Linked DNA regions of Rattus norvegicus: region 2 is linked to region 1. The links are chromatin contacts, called in public Hi-C maps. All regions are on one chromosome and are shown on one strand. The core of a region is the stretch at or near the end of the contact, and the rest is flanking DNA. Distances in the headings are between cores, read along the strand shown. Region 1 holds the start of Ppp3ca (protein phosphatase 3 catalytic subunit alpha). Region 2 overlaps Ppp3ca (protein phosphatase 3 catalytic subunit alpha).

Region 1 (5,805 bases), core at 2,402-4,901:
AGAGAAAAACAACCAAAAACAAAAGTGTCAATAGATTTCTTGAGCATACTACAAAGGAAAGAAGGCAATAGGATATGTTGGGGGTGCGGAAGAGAGCTAGTCACCCTATTAACTTCAGTCTTGTACTGATTCCAGTATTCTCCGTGTAGCTTTCAAACATGATGTGAGTCAGACATGGTGCAGCACTCCTGAAATCACCTCTGAAGACTGAGGCAGGAGGATCTTGAGTTTGGAGTAAGCCCTCAACATATATACAGTCTTTCTCAAAACAAACAAATAAAGTTTGCATGCTCCAATGTATAAACAAACAAGCAAATGGATCAAATTATCCTGGTTCCCAACAAACAGAATGCCAAAACAGTTTCTCTGAATTCTAACAACTTTTACATTTGTTTTTAAATTTAAGAACAGTCAAATAAACCAACAGATGATTCGTTAGTTGAGGTCATTGTTCTGTGGAAATAATCTAACTGAAGGATTTCTTCTTGAAGTTTAAAGACTCTGTACATGATGTAGCTGACTCAACAAGCGTCTACACTGCCATGGTGTTGAAGCTAAAACTCCACCTACCTTTCTAAGGTTGCCTTCTGGAAACACAAATCAAGAGAGCTGCAGAAAGCTGCTGTCCTATTACTATAAACAAAACCACAAGCACAGAGTCACTTGTAAATAGCAATTTGTCATCCGGCAAAAGCCAGATCATAGCAACAAAGATAACTGTAGGAAAAGGCCCTGCATGCCAAAGGACTGGTCTGACTATTCCTATAGGTATCAAGTACAGCTACTGATACATTTTATAAGAGGAGACAGGACCTCAAGAGCTCATCAAAGATAAGCCGCTTCCTGTGTTAAGGAATGACTTCGAGAAAGACAATTGACATGAAGGTTTCAGAAGCTATGAACTAAAATAATGTTTTGTGTACTGCATACTACTATGTCCACTTTAAAATGAAAAATAATTCTGTGATTTTTTCCCACTCAGCATACGTCTTCCTTTCCACTTGTTAAATGTGGATATAATATTCAAGGGGATCAAAATAGATTATCGTCTCAAAATTCTAATCCTGAAAGTCTTATGCATGACAAAATGTTGTCTGGAAGCCTGTGTCAGGACTTTTAAACCAATGACAGAAAATGAGCAAGAAAGCATGAGAGAAACAAAGCAATGGCAGGGTGCCCATCTGAAAGTCGGGAGTCATCAATATTTTTTTTCTATAAACAAAATCTTCCAGTAGAATCCCTATCAAAACAAGTGGAAGATTACAGTAATGTTTCCTATTTTGAATCTGCAGCCCACAGGTATATATCACTTCTGAAAAAAATACATGAATCAAAATTTTGGAGTTATGGATGTGCCTACATACTAGTGGAGGAAGTCATTTATAAAACCCGACACTGAAGCATGAGGCAAAAGAGCTATGGAATGGTTGGACGCTGGCTCTGCCTCTTAACTGGTAAACATATCAAGCAATTAGCTTTACACAGTTTACTTGCTGACAATGACAATGAAAATCTACATTTTAGAGATACACACTTTAGAAATCCCCGTTTGACATCTAAAAGAGAAAATGTGACAGGACTTTTTTTTACTACCAGCACATAGTGTCGTCTGAATTGTAAACTATTACTTTGTTTAGAAAACAAAGTATCTTTGCCTTGGAACTATGCCTAAATATCACACACTAAGGAGATCCTGATCACCGCACAAGACCGTTGTGCACTTCAGGATCTGGCACCAATTTTTTTTTTTTTTTTACAGAGCTATCCCTATTCCCTCTCTATTTTGACGGCTCCATGAATCCTACTTTGAAGTAGGAATGATTCCAATATAACCAAAAGGAGTGAAGATATTTTATTCTCTCACAAAAGAGAACATAACACACACCCACACAAAGCACAACACAACACAACACAACACAACTCAAAACTTTAAATGTGGAGCAAATGTAAAAGTATCCCCTGGCGCAAGTATCCTTTCTTAAAGCTCCTGAGAATATGTATCATGGTCTTAGGGCGGGCGCCGGGTTACTTTCACGTAAGTGTTCCTGGAGCAAATGACTTGATTGCTTTGCACTCTAGCTAAAGGCTCTGCTGCATAAGATACCGTCTCCGATCTCATCACACACACACACACACACACACACACACACACACACACACACACACACACACCGCCCCCATCACTCCTTCCAGTTTCAGAGGCCCGCTCTGCACAGGCTGGTGCCCATCTTAGCTTTGCTGGGAACATTGACCCCAAGAATAAGTGTCACTACTTAATCCTTTCGAATCTGCACCTCCTCCCCCATTCAGCGCTGGAATACAGTGAGACTGGTGGGATCCCTCCAAAGGATAGAAAGGGCAACCACGTTGTCCCCTTCCTAACCCCAAGCATCCCCCGGGGTTTTCACCTAGCTAGCAACCCAGAGCCATCTCCGCCAGTTGTACACATACAAGTCATCCCTGGCAATAAAGACAACCAAATAGCCTGTTACCAAGGGGGTGTTAGAAGCTTGGGGGAAGGGAGCATGGTGAGCTCCCCCCAACACACACACACACCCCAGAGGTGTGCACCAGCAGGGAACCCTTTAAGAGCAATGACAGGTCGGCGGCAGTCAGCCATGGGTGGCAAGGGAGGTCGACAGAGGATCACCACCGCTCGCGTCGCTCCGGGCCTGCGGGGAAATCCCGGGGCGGCGGCGGGGGCTCCGGTCGTCCCCCGCCTGGCGCTGCCCCCACGCGGCCCCGGTCCCCCCCCCCCGCGGCGCGCGGCAGCCGGAGCTGGGCTCCCCCCACGCTCTCCCGCTCTCTCGCGAGTCCTGTGCAGGCCCTTCCCGCGGAGGGGGAGGGGGCGCCCAGGGAACTGCTGCAATGGAGCGCCTGGAGCAATGTGCCGGGGCGAGCCAGTCCGCGGCAAGCCACGGCCACATAAAAATGCCCTATTAATTTTTTAAAAGCCATAAATCACCTCCCCTCCCTCTACAAAGAGCAAACCATAAACCCGATCCCATGCAAGCCTGCGAGCAGCCACCCACTTCCTATTTCTGTCACAGCAGCTACACCCTGCCAGCAGTCACCCCCACCCCGGGCGCCCCCTCCCGCCACCGCCACCCCCGCCACCGCCTCCCAGCCACTCAGCCATTTGCCAACTGCTGCCCCCCGGTCCACAAAAATAAATAAATAAAAATAAATACATACATAAATAAAAGCCCCCATTAGGGCCGGGTGGGCGGTGTGGGGGCAGGGCGCGGCGGAGGAGGGGATCGCCTCTTGCAGGAGATCCTAGAAGGTCCCCGGCGCTAGCTGGAGAGGGACAACCGGGGCGGGGGAGGGGCGGACGGTCGCCTGCGGCACTCGGTGCACCCCGGGCCGCCGCGGCGCTGCGCTTACCTTTCACCACCCTGTCGGTAGTCGACAACTTGGGATCAATCGCCTTGGGCTCGGACATCTCCAGTCACCGGGAGGGGGGGACAGCGACGCGCTGCTGGTCCCGTCCGACTGCACACCCCGACCGCACCGGCGGGCCAGACACTCAGCGCCGCCGCCGCCGCGCTGCAAACCGCTCGGCTGGAGCTCCGGGCTCTGGGCTGGCTCGAAAGTTACTGCCGGCTCCGCGCGTCCCTCCTCCGCCGCCGCCGCCTTCACTCCTCCTCCGCCGCCACCAGCCCCGCCGCCTCGCTCCGGGCTGCGCGTGTGTGCTGGTTATTTATTTATTTTCTGAGCACGCCTCCCGGTTCTTCTTTTATTCTTGGGGACGGGGCGGGGGATGGGGAGGAGAAGCGCACGCGAGCACCCACCCCGGCACCGACACCGGGCGCCGCGCAATGGAGCCCCCACGCGCGCACACGGTCGGGATTAAGACCGATCACATGGGGAGGGCCGGGGGCGAGGGAGGAGAGGCAGGGCCGCGGATGTCAGCGCCGCCAGCCGCGCCTCGGCTTCCCGGTGGTGGAGAGGCGGCTGCCGCTGCGGCCGCCGCAGCTTCCCCACGCCGATTGTCGCCGGGCGCCGCCGGGGCCGCGGCAGCCGTAGACGTCCCGCCGCCGCGCTCGTCCGCGATCCTCCTCTGCCTCGCGGCGCCGCTGCTTCTCCACGCACAGGAAAGAGCCGCTGAGCTCGGTGGACACAGTCCGGGGCACAACCTCGCCTTCGCCGCCGCGCCGGCCGCCGCCACCACCGCGCCCGCCTCCGCCTCCTCCCCTTCCTCCTCACCGCCCCCGCCTCCAGCGCCAGGGCCACCTCCTCCTCGGGGTCCGCCTCAGGGCCCGCCCCACGTTGCACATCGCAAGCTCATTGGCTGTGGCGCGCATCCCTCATCGCTAAGGCGGTGGTCTGTGTGACCGCCCCGCCCCCTGCTCTGTTTTCTTCGGGGTGCCAGTCAGTCCCGCGGGCCTGCAGCCTCCACCGCCCTGTGGCCGCTCAAGTGTCACTGGAGTGGGCAGAGAGGAGGGAGGCTGGGCTGGGAGTAGGGCCCCGGAGGAACTGGGCTGCAGCGTGTCACCACGCTTGCGGGTTCCCGAGGTCCCGCACACACTCCCGGGTGTGTCGCGGCCGCTGCTAGTGTGTGCATGGCCCGCAGTAGTGAGTTCGGAGACCCAGGAGGGAGAAAGAAGGAGCGCCCGACGCTCCGGGCAAGCGGCGCAGCTGCTGTAGCTGCCGCAGCTGTCCAGGGAGGATCGCCAAGGAAGGCGACGAGTAAACAGCTTACCTTGGGGAGACAGCTCTGCCTGGGCTAGGTGGATGCGGATTACTGCTGCTGGGGTGGTTAGGACGCGTGCACAACTTCAAGGGAAGAGGCGAAAGTGTGTTTGGGGCGCTGCGGGACGCGGTGACTGGCTATCCAAGGAGGATGGCAGCGGACTGGAGCCTATGTGACCCTGGCTATGTTCAGTGACCCTGGACGCCCTAGGGGATAAGAGGAGTCAGAAAGATTCAGGAGAGGTCGCCTTTTCCCTGTTGACTGGAGCTAGCAGTCATTGGTGTGGGTAGGTGACACTAAATGTCCTCCTGCTCCTTCCAGTCAGTCACTGTAGGGCCTTAGCCTGTTGCAGTTTCTCACCAGTCTCTCCTAAGAAAGAAAATAAGGGACAGAGTATGAAATGCTGATGGCCCAGGTAGATCCTTTCAAACAGTTCTGGCTTCAGGAAGAGACTTCTCTTCAGAATGTCTTCTGGGCACTGGCCTACCACAACTCCAAGGACCAGCAAGGAAATTATGAAGAAAGCTGAATAAACTTCTCACCCTTGTCCTTCCTGTTTTACTTGCAAATTCCTTCAATATCAGGGTTTTCCTATTTCCTGAATTGGACTGTGGGCTCAATAAAAGGCCTACTAAAGGGTATATAAAGCAAGCTGTTGGTGGCGCACTCCTTTAGTTCCAGCATGTGGGAGACAGAGGCAGGAGGATATCTGAAAGTTCCAGGCTAGTCTGTTCTACAGACTGAGTCCCAAGACAGCCAGGACTGTTCCACAAAGAAAGCTTGTGTTGGAGGGGAGGAAGTTTAGGAAGATAGAAGATGGAGCTGAAAGAACTGTTCTGGCCACAGGGGTCAGGTGAAACTCAAGTCTGAAAAACTAAAATTTAATAGCAGCCTGGTGGCCCCGGAGCACAATAACTAGGTAGCCTTAAGAAATTAGAACGGAGGATGCTACAAGGCAGGCCTGCTAGTCAGAGGAAGGGATGGAGTTGGTGGGCACATCCCGTCAGCAAAGGGAGGCTGCCCCTGGTGGCCAGATTTCTGCAGCTAAATTTGCAACCTCTAGGTCCCCTTGCTTTCAGTAAGATCTATATAGCCCAGTGGAATTTTCG
Region 2 (5,778 bases), core at 919-3,418, 250 kb before region 1:
ATCTTGTCACATGAGTTTACAGGAAGTCTAACATAATTTAAAAAAAATCTCCTGTACACACACACACACACACACACACACACACACACACACACACACACACAATTATTCTCCCCCAATTCCTGTTCAGATCAGCAGTATTCTTAAGGAGCTTAAGAACAGCTTGAGCTCCTAAGATTTGCTGAGATCAGAATAACAGATACTTGAAATATATTTTGTTCTCTTAACGCCTAATAAGAACAAGCTTTTTGAAGAAAATACTTTGTGAAGACAATTTGGAATCATTTTCATTTGTTTGCTAAGAGCCGAGCAATTGCCTTTCACCGCAACATTTCTTGAAGAGGAAAAAACCCTGAAAGCTTGGGCGATATTGAAATGGCTGTAGAAAAGCTGGGTTTGCTTTGGTTTTTTTTTTTTTTTGTTTGTTTGTTTGTTTTTTTAATTCTAAGTAAAAACAGAAGAGAGCTTTGCTTATGTGATTAATCTTCAGAGGTGATGCGAATGCATATTGATACCATAGATCCACGGGTATCCCCAGAAGATGGTTCCAGCCCATGAGCTGGCATCATTTCCCCATCCCTCTGTCCTGACACAGCCCACATTTTTTGCCTATTTCTTTCTCTCTTGTGGCAAGCACGCCATGGAGATTACTCCCTTGCACTAATCGGTATGGTTGCTATTTCCAGCTCTTCTCTCTGTCACTGAAAGGAGTGAGTTCAAATGCACGCGGAAGGAAACTACTCTCCAATGTAGTCCACGGTAACCAAGAGCCATGAGATTCCACTCATAAAGAATTCCTTGGCCTGAACGCCAGAGAAGAAAGCACAGTGCATGATGCCTGCCTCAAATCTTATTCTGAGATTCTAATAGAATTGGTAATTCAGACTTTCTGGCACATCAAATTTTGCTCTAGAGATCAAGGAAGAAAGAAGTCACTATGTTTAGATCACTAGTGATTAATAACTGAGACTACCAAAGGACTTGTGATAAAATAACAACAACAACAAAACAACAACAAAACAACAACAATTCTAAGTGGGATAGAAGTAGTTTCTGCAGACGACCTCCCTACTTGTTTTACCAATTCTTTCCTTCGGTTCTGATTTCAGTCTAACCGTTGGCCCCTCTTTTAATGTTTCCTACCCACTACTGACCAGTCTTCTCAGAGGTCATGATGTGCTGGGCAGGGTAAGAGACTCTGGCGGTGTCCAGCATACGATCCGGCCAGATCATGAAACTAATCCACTGACACACAGGACGGAAAGTGTGAGAGCGCTCCAACACGGGTGACTATATTTAGAAATGCAAACGAGAAAAGTAGCGAGGAGTGGTTAAAGTTCTAGAACTGAAGCTGCACATATTTATGAGAAAAGAGAAGGGTCAGATGCAAAATAAAATCGAGTGAGAAATACAGAAGAATGAGCTCACAGAAAAAAACCCTCCACTAGAGGACTCGTAAAAACCATAGCCAGAGCAATGGAAAGGAAGAATTAAGGAGGCAAGGGAGGAAAATAAATGACTTAGAAGCACATTGCTCAGCTCTCTGGGAGCTGACCCACAGAAGAATGTTCAGTATCTGGCTTCAAGTGTGAGATGGGGATTCTGACAGTCCCAATCGACATGCTACTGATTACATGTTCCTATCAAGTGAATTATCGCCCAGTATGTACACATACTCTTCTCACTTATGCATGGTCATATCCCCCAATAGAGGGCGAGCATCGAACTTTTCTTAAGGAAAAAGTCTCTTTCAAAAAATTTTAATACTACACAAGTCTTTTCAACCTTTTCATAAAACTAGACTACGTTGATTCAAAAATTGAAATAAGTGTACCAGTAAGATTCAAGAGGAGACAGTGGAACTATAATTAATCCTCTGTGCCCCAGACACGGTATTGCCCTCTAGCTCAGCCCAGGCTGATCTAAAGCTCAGTACGAACCTCCAGGCTCTACTTCAAAGCTTCAGGTATTAGAAGCCGTCATATCTGTCAAGAATCGTCTTCAAACATTTCTCCTGGTGGTAACATTAGATATGCATTTAATTACTCAAAGTCCCAAACTCATCTCATGTGATCGCAACTTCACAAAGCACAAAGTATCAGACAGGTTACTGTCCACGAATGCCATGGATTCTCATTACACTTGAGGGACAGTTATCACGCGCACAGCCTTCCAGTTAGAATTACCCTCCTGGTGCGCGCCCCACTATGAGTGTCTCATTCTGCATCTTGGCAGAAAGGTCAGCACATTAAATGTGTGCATTCTAGACACGTTTTTACTTGCCACATACAAATATATTATATTAAAGCTTCTTGCTGAGACTTTGCCTTGATTGTGGTCATATGCCATGGTTATGTAGGTGAAGAAGATATATAAAATACCTTTTATGTAAAAACTGAAAAGACTATAATCCATTCCAACTTTGGAAGTCCCAAACTGAAAGGGATTATTTCATGAGCTGAGAAAATAGTCATTTCAAAGTAAAATTTCACTTTATGCTTCTACTCTAATAATTATCACGTTGCTTTTTTTTCTTGTTTCCTTTTTTTTCATCTTTGAAGTTCTTCTATGTCTAGGTATTAGTCTAACATTTCTGGAATCACGCGACCCCACACACTATTTTCCTCAAAGGTGGGGAAGCCAATATACGGATTAAAGCAATTTAAAGACTTCCTTGTACAGTGTTTTTGCTCTTCATGGCTAATGCTCTCCCCCAGGAGAAAGGTATCTGTGCCACTCTGCCTGCTGAGTAAATGCCGCCACCTTCCACAGGTGGATTTCAGCCTGGGCCAGGGCTGCAAACAGCACTGCAGGGGTGTGGGGAGTGTCAGAATGAAGAGGTTCTAACCACATCGAGTATCCACCATGAAGGAGATGTTGACCTTGTCACTCAGGTCATAGCATGGTGGAGCTTCTGCAACTGCTACAAGCCCAGGTAAGCCAAACTAGGCTGTTAGGAATATAGCTCTCCAAATCGCTCACTCACACATCACATGTGTCTGCAGTAACAGCATGCTGTGTTTAGCACCAGAAGGATGAATAAGGCACAGTCTGTCCTTGGGGACCCTGAGAAGCACTATCACAGCCTGTGGCAAACACAGTGTAGGTGGCAACCGTGTGCTGGAGCTCACGGAGGCCAGCTGGCACGAGGACATTGAAGAGAGCTCGTAGGTCTGTCTCTAGATTTCCAAGAGGCGCCTTGAAAGCAGCCACAATCGATAACGTATGCTGTGGAAACCTGCAAATGGTTCAAACTACCGTCTTTTCCTCCCCTGGAGGAAAGGTTGTTAAACATTTTACAGCACATTATTGCTGTTACAACACGGTGATACTTAATAGTTGGGAGTAAAGGTTGGACGATCTGGATGCACCTTTGTGAAGTAGGGAGAATAGGGTGAGGGACATAGGGAGCATTTCCCCATAGTTTTCCAATGTGTGTGCGACACCCACTAACGTTCAGAAAGTCTGCGTCTAGATGTTCAACTAGGATGGAGTCTAGATACACTGAGTGATGGTCACGTTGGGTGAGAAGGAGAGGAGGCAGGATGCGAAGCTAAAGCGAGAAGTCTCCAGAAATGGAACATAATGCAGGTAACAGAAGCAAAAAATACTCGTGACTGGATGCGTTACTATCTGTATCAAACATTAGCTGTGGAAAATAAGTGATGGGCACACGGCTGTAGGCTATACAGTCTTTTCAACGTTCTAATAGCTTTGCAATAAACATGGAGAGGGTGAACCTATGCTTGGAAGAAATTTGGTATGAGAGACAAGTGGGAGGGCAGGTTTGGGAGCCATGGTGCCTATGTCCTGACCGTCTTCATGTGACGGGGAAGTGTATGCTGCCACAAGAAGGCAGGGAATAGTGGTTCTCCCTGGCATTACAGTCTCTACACAGCTAACATAGGCAACTGAAGATTGAACAACGTCTTCACAGTGCAATCCATCAGAGCCTAAGCAGGTTAAGCACAGCTTTACAATGTTAAGTAATGAAGTTAACTATTTCTATGGAAACTTTGTAGTCATGCCTTGTAAAGAGAAATATTTTTATTTTAGCCTTTGAAGGGGAAAACAAAACAGCCTTTAAACATTACTATTATAGGGTTGGAAAGACAGCACAGTGTTATGAGCACGTAATGCATTTATATTGGACCTAACTTTGCTTCCCAACACCGTATCGGGTAGTTCATATATGCCTGTAACTCCAGCATCAGGGTAATCAATGGCCTCCTGGCTTCTCTGGGTACATGCTTGCACACAGACACAATTAAAAGTTAAATAAGGGGGCTGGGGATTTAGCTCAGTGGTAGAGCGCTTGCCTAGCGAGCGCAAGGCCCTGGGTTCGGTCCCCAGCTCCGAAAAAAAGAAAAAAAAAGTTAAATAAGGTCAGGCTTAATTTAATTTGTAATGGAAAAGCAATGTGAGTCTCCACTACTTCATCCTACTGGCTTTACATTGTTCCTGTTATTTAGGTTTCCTTCCTTAAAGGATCTTGAAATAACTCAAGTGTGTCTACAATAAGTGTGTTTAAAAAAATGCCTTATAGGACATGTACCTTCTCAAACACTACAAACTTCTCCAAAGGACAGGGCTAATTTTTCCCTTTATATTTGTTGGTAAACTTAACATTTATGTAAAATTTTAACTCATATTCGCAGATACCATATATATTTACTCTTTGTCACCTTTCCGGATTTGCTAAGTATAACAAATTCACCATTTTGGGAAACTGTACTGTCGCCTGGCTCACCGTCAGACTACTGGACACCTACGATTTTACTTTAGCCAAATAGAGCAGTAACTGAACGCGAATAAAAAGGCTACTTATGGTGTGAGACCTAAGGAGCTAAAACACGAACTATTCCAACTGCTAGAGTAAAAACAAAACTAGCTTACTTGGATGGGGAAGAGAATGCAAGAGCAGATGCTTGCAAAAGCCTGACAACATTGGACTTCACAGTTATTTACAGATGAGCATAACACGTATGAACGTGCACAGTGTCTCACTTGAGAGAATACACTCCCCACCTTTGTAGTTCGCCATCCCTAAGCCCTGTCTCCCGTGCCCTTTAATTCTTGACCCAGCCCAACAAGAGCGAATGTGAGCTCCTACATTACAGAGGACTGCATGCTCTCCAGGTCACTTTAACATCCCTGGGCCAACAGCTGCCATGAGGGTGCCACGCACTTTCCTACACCACTGCGACCCGGAACCCTGGGCTCTGGGAGGGAACCACGATGCTATGTAGCTGTCCTCATTCTGATGAAAGTGCTTCCAAAATAACAGCAGCCCCCAAACGCCATCCCCCACCGATCACCATTCTCCTCTCCAAGGTTAACCAGAAGGAAGAACCATAATACGATAACATACTCACTTTTAAATGACATGGCTGCACTGCCACTGTCATTGTTTAATATTAGCAACTTAATTTCTGGTGTCATCCATTTTTTTTTTTAAAGTTCATGTCACTGGTACTTTATGCACCCTAGTTCCAATCTTTGACAGTGTATTTCTCTTTCAACTTACTTAATCTTAGTGCATTATAGACTTACACATTTTTTTTTCTTTTCTTTTTTTCAGAGCTGGGGACCGAACCCAGGGCCTTGCGCTTGCTAGGCAAGCGCTCTACCACTGAGCTAAATCCCCAACCCCGACCTTCACATCTTTTAAGGTTTGAAATTGTCGGAGACAACAGGTCCTAAATGTTCAAAAATTCCTTCAGAATGTGCATCATAACTCCAATTACTTCACCTTTCAGCTGGGCAACACAAACCCAT

The links. A called contact is a pair of places that touch in the nucleus more often than the background predicts.
Region 2: a contact with region 1 is called in a Hi-C map of psoas muscle, with 2.0 times the contacts expected there. The contact joins the enhancer-like site here to the promoter of Ppp3ca in region 1. A contact is called at or near these places in 1 of 12 Hi-C or Micro-C datasets (psoas muscle) and 1 of 1 datasets of contacts at active chromatin or transcription factors (oligodendrocytes).

The regions. Positions count from the first base shown.
Region 1 is chr2:227,837,453-227,843,257 of GRCr8, reverse strand. It overlaps Ppp3ca (protein phosphatase 3 catalytic subunit alpha), which reads right to left and starts at 3,651. Exons shown (of 14, transcript NM_017041.2): 1 at 3,388-3,651. The coding sequence starts at 3,445.
Region 2 is chr2:228,090,226-228,096,003 of GRCr8, reverse strand. All of the region lies in intron 10 of Ppp3ca (protein phosphatase 3 catalytic subunit alpha), which reads right to left. Among named protein-coding and RNA genes, the nearest start is that of Ppp3ca, 250 kb to the right of the region's middle. Within about 2 kb of position 2,168, at least 11 of the 93 cell types and tissues checked have an H3K27ac peak or open chromatin away from gene starts, as enhancers often do.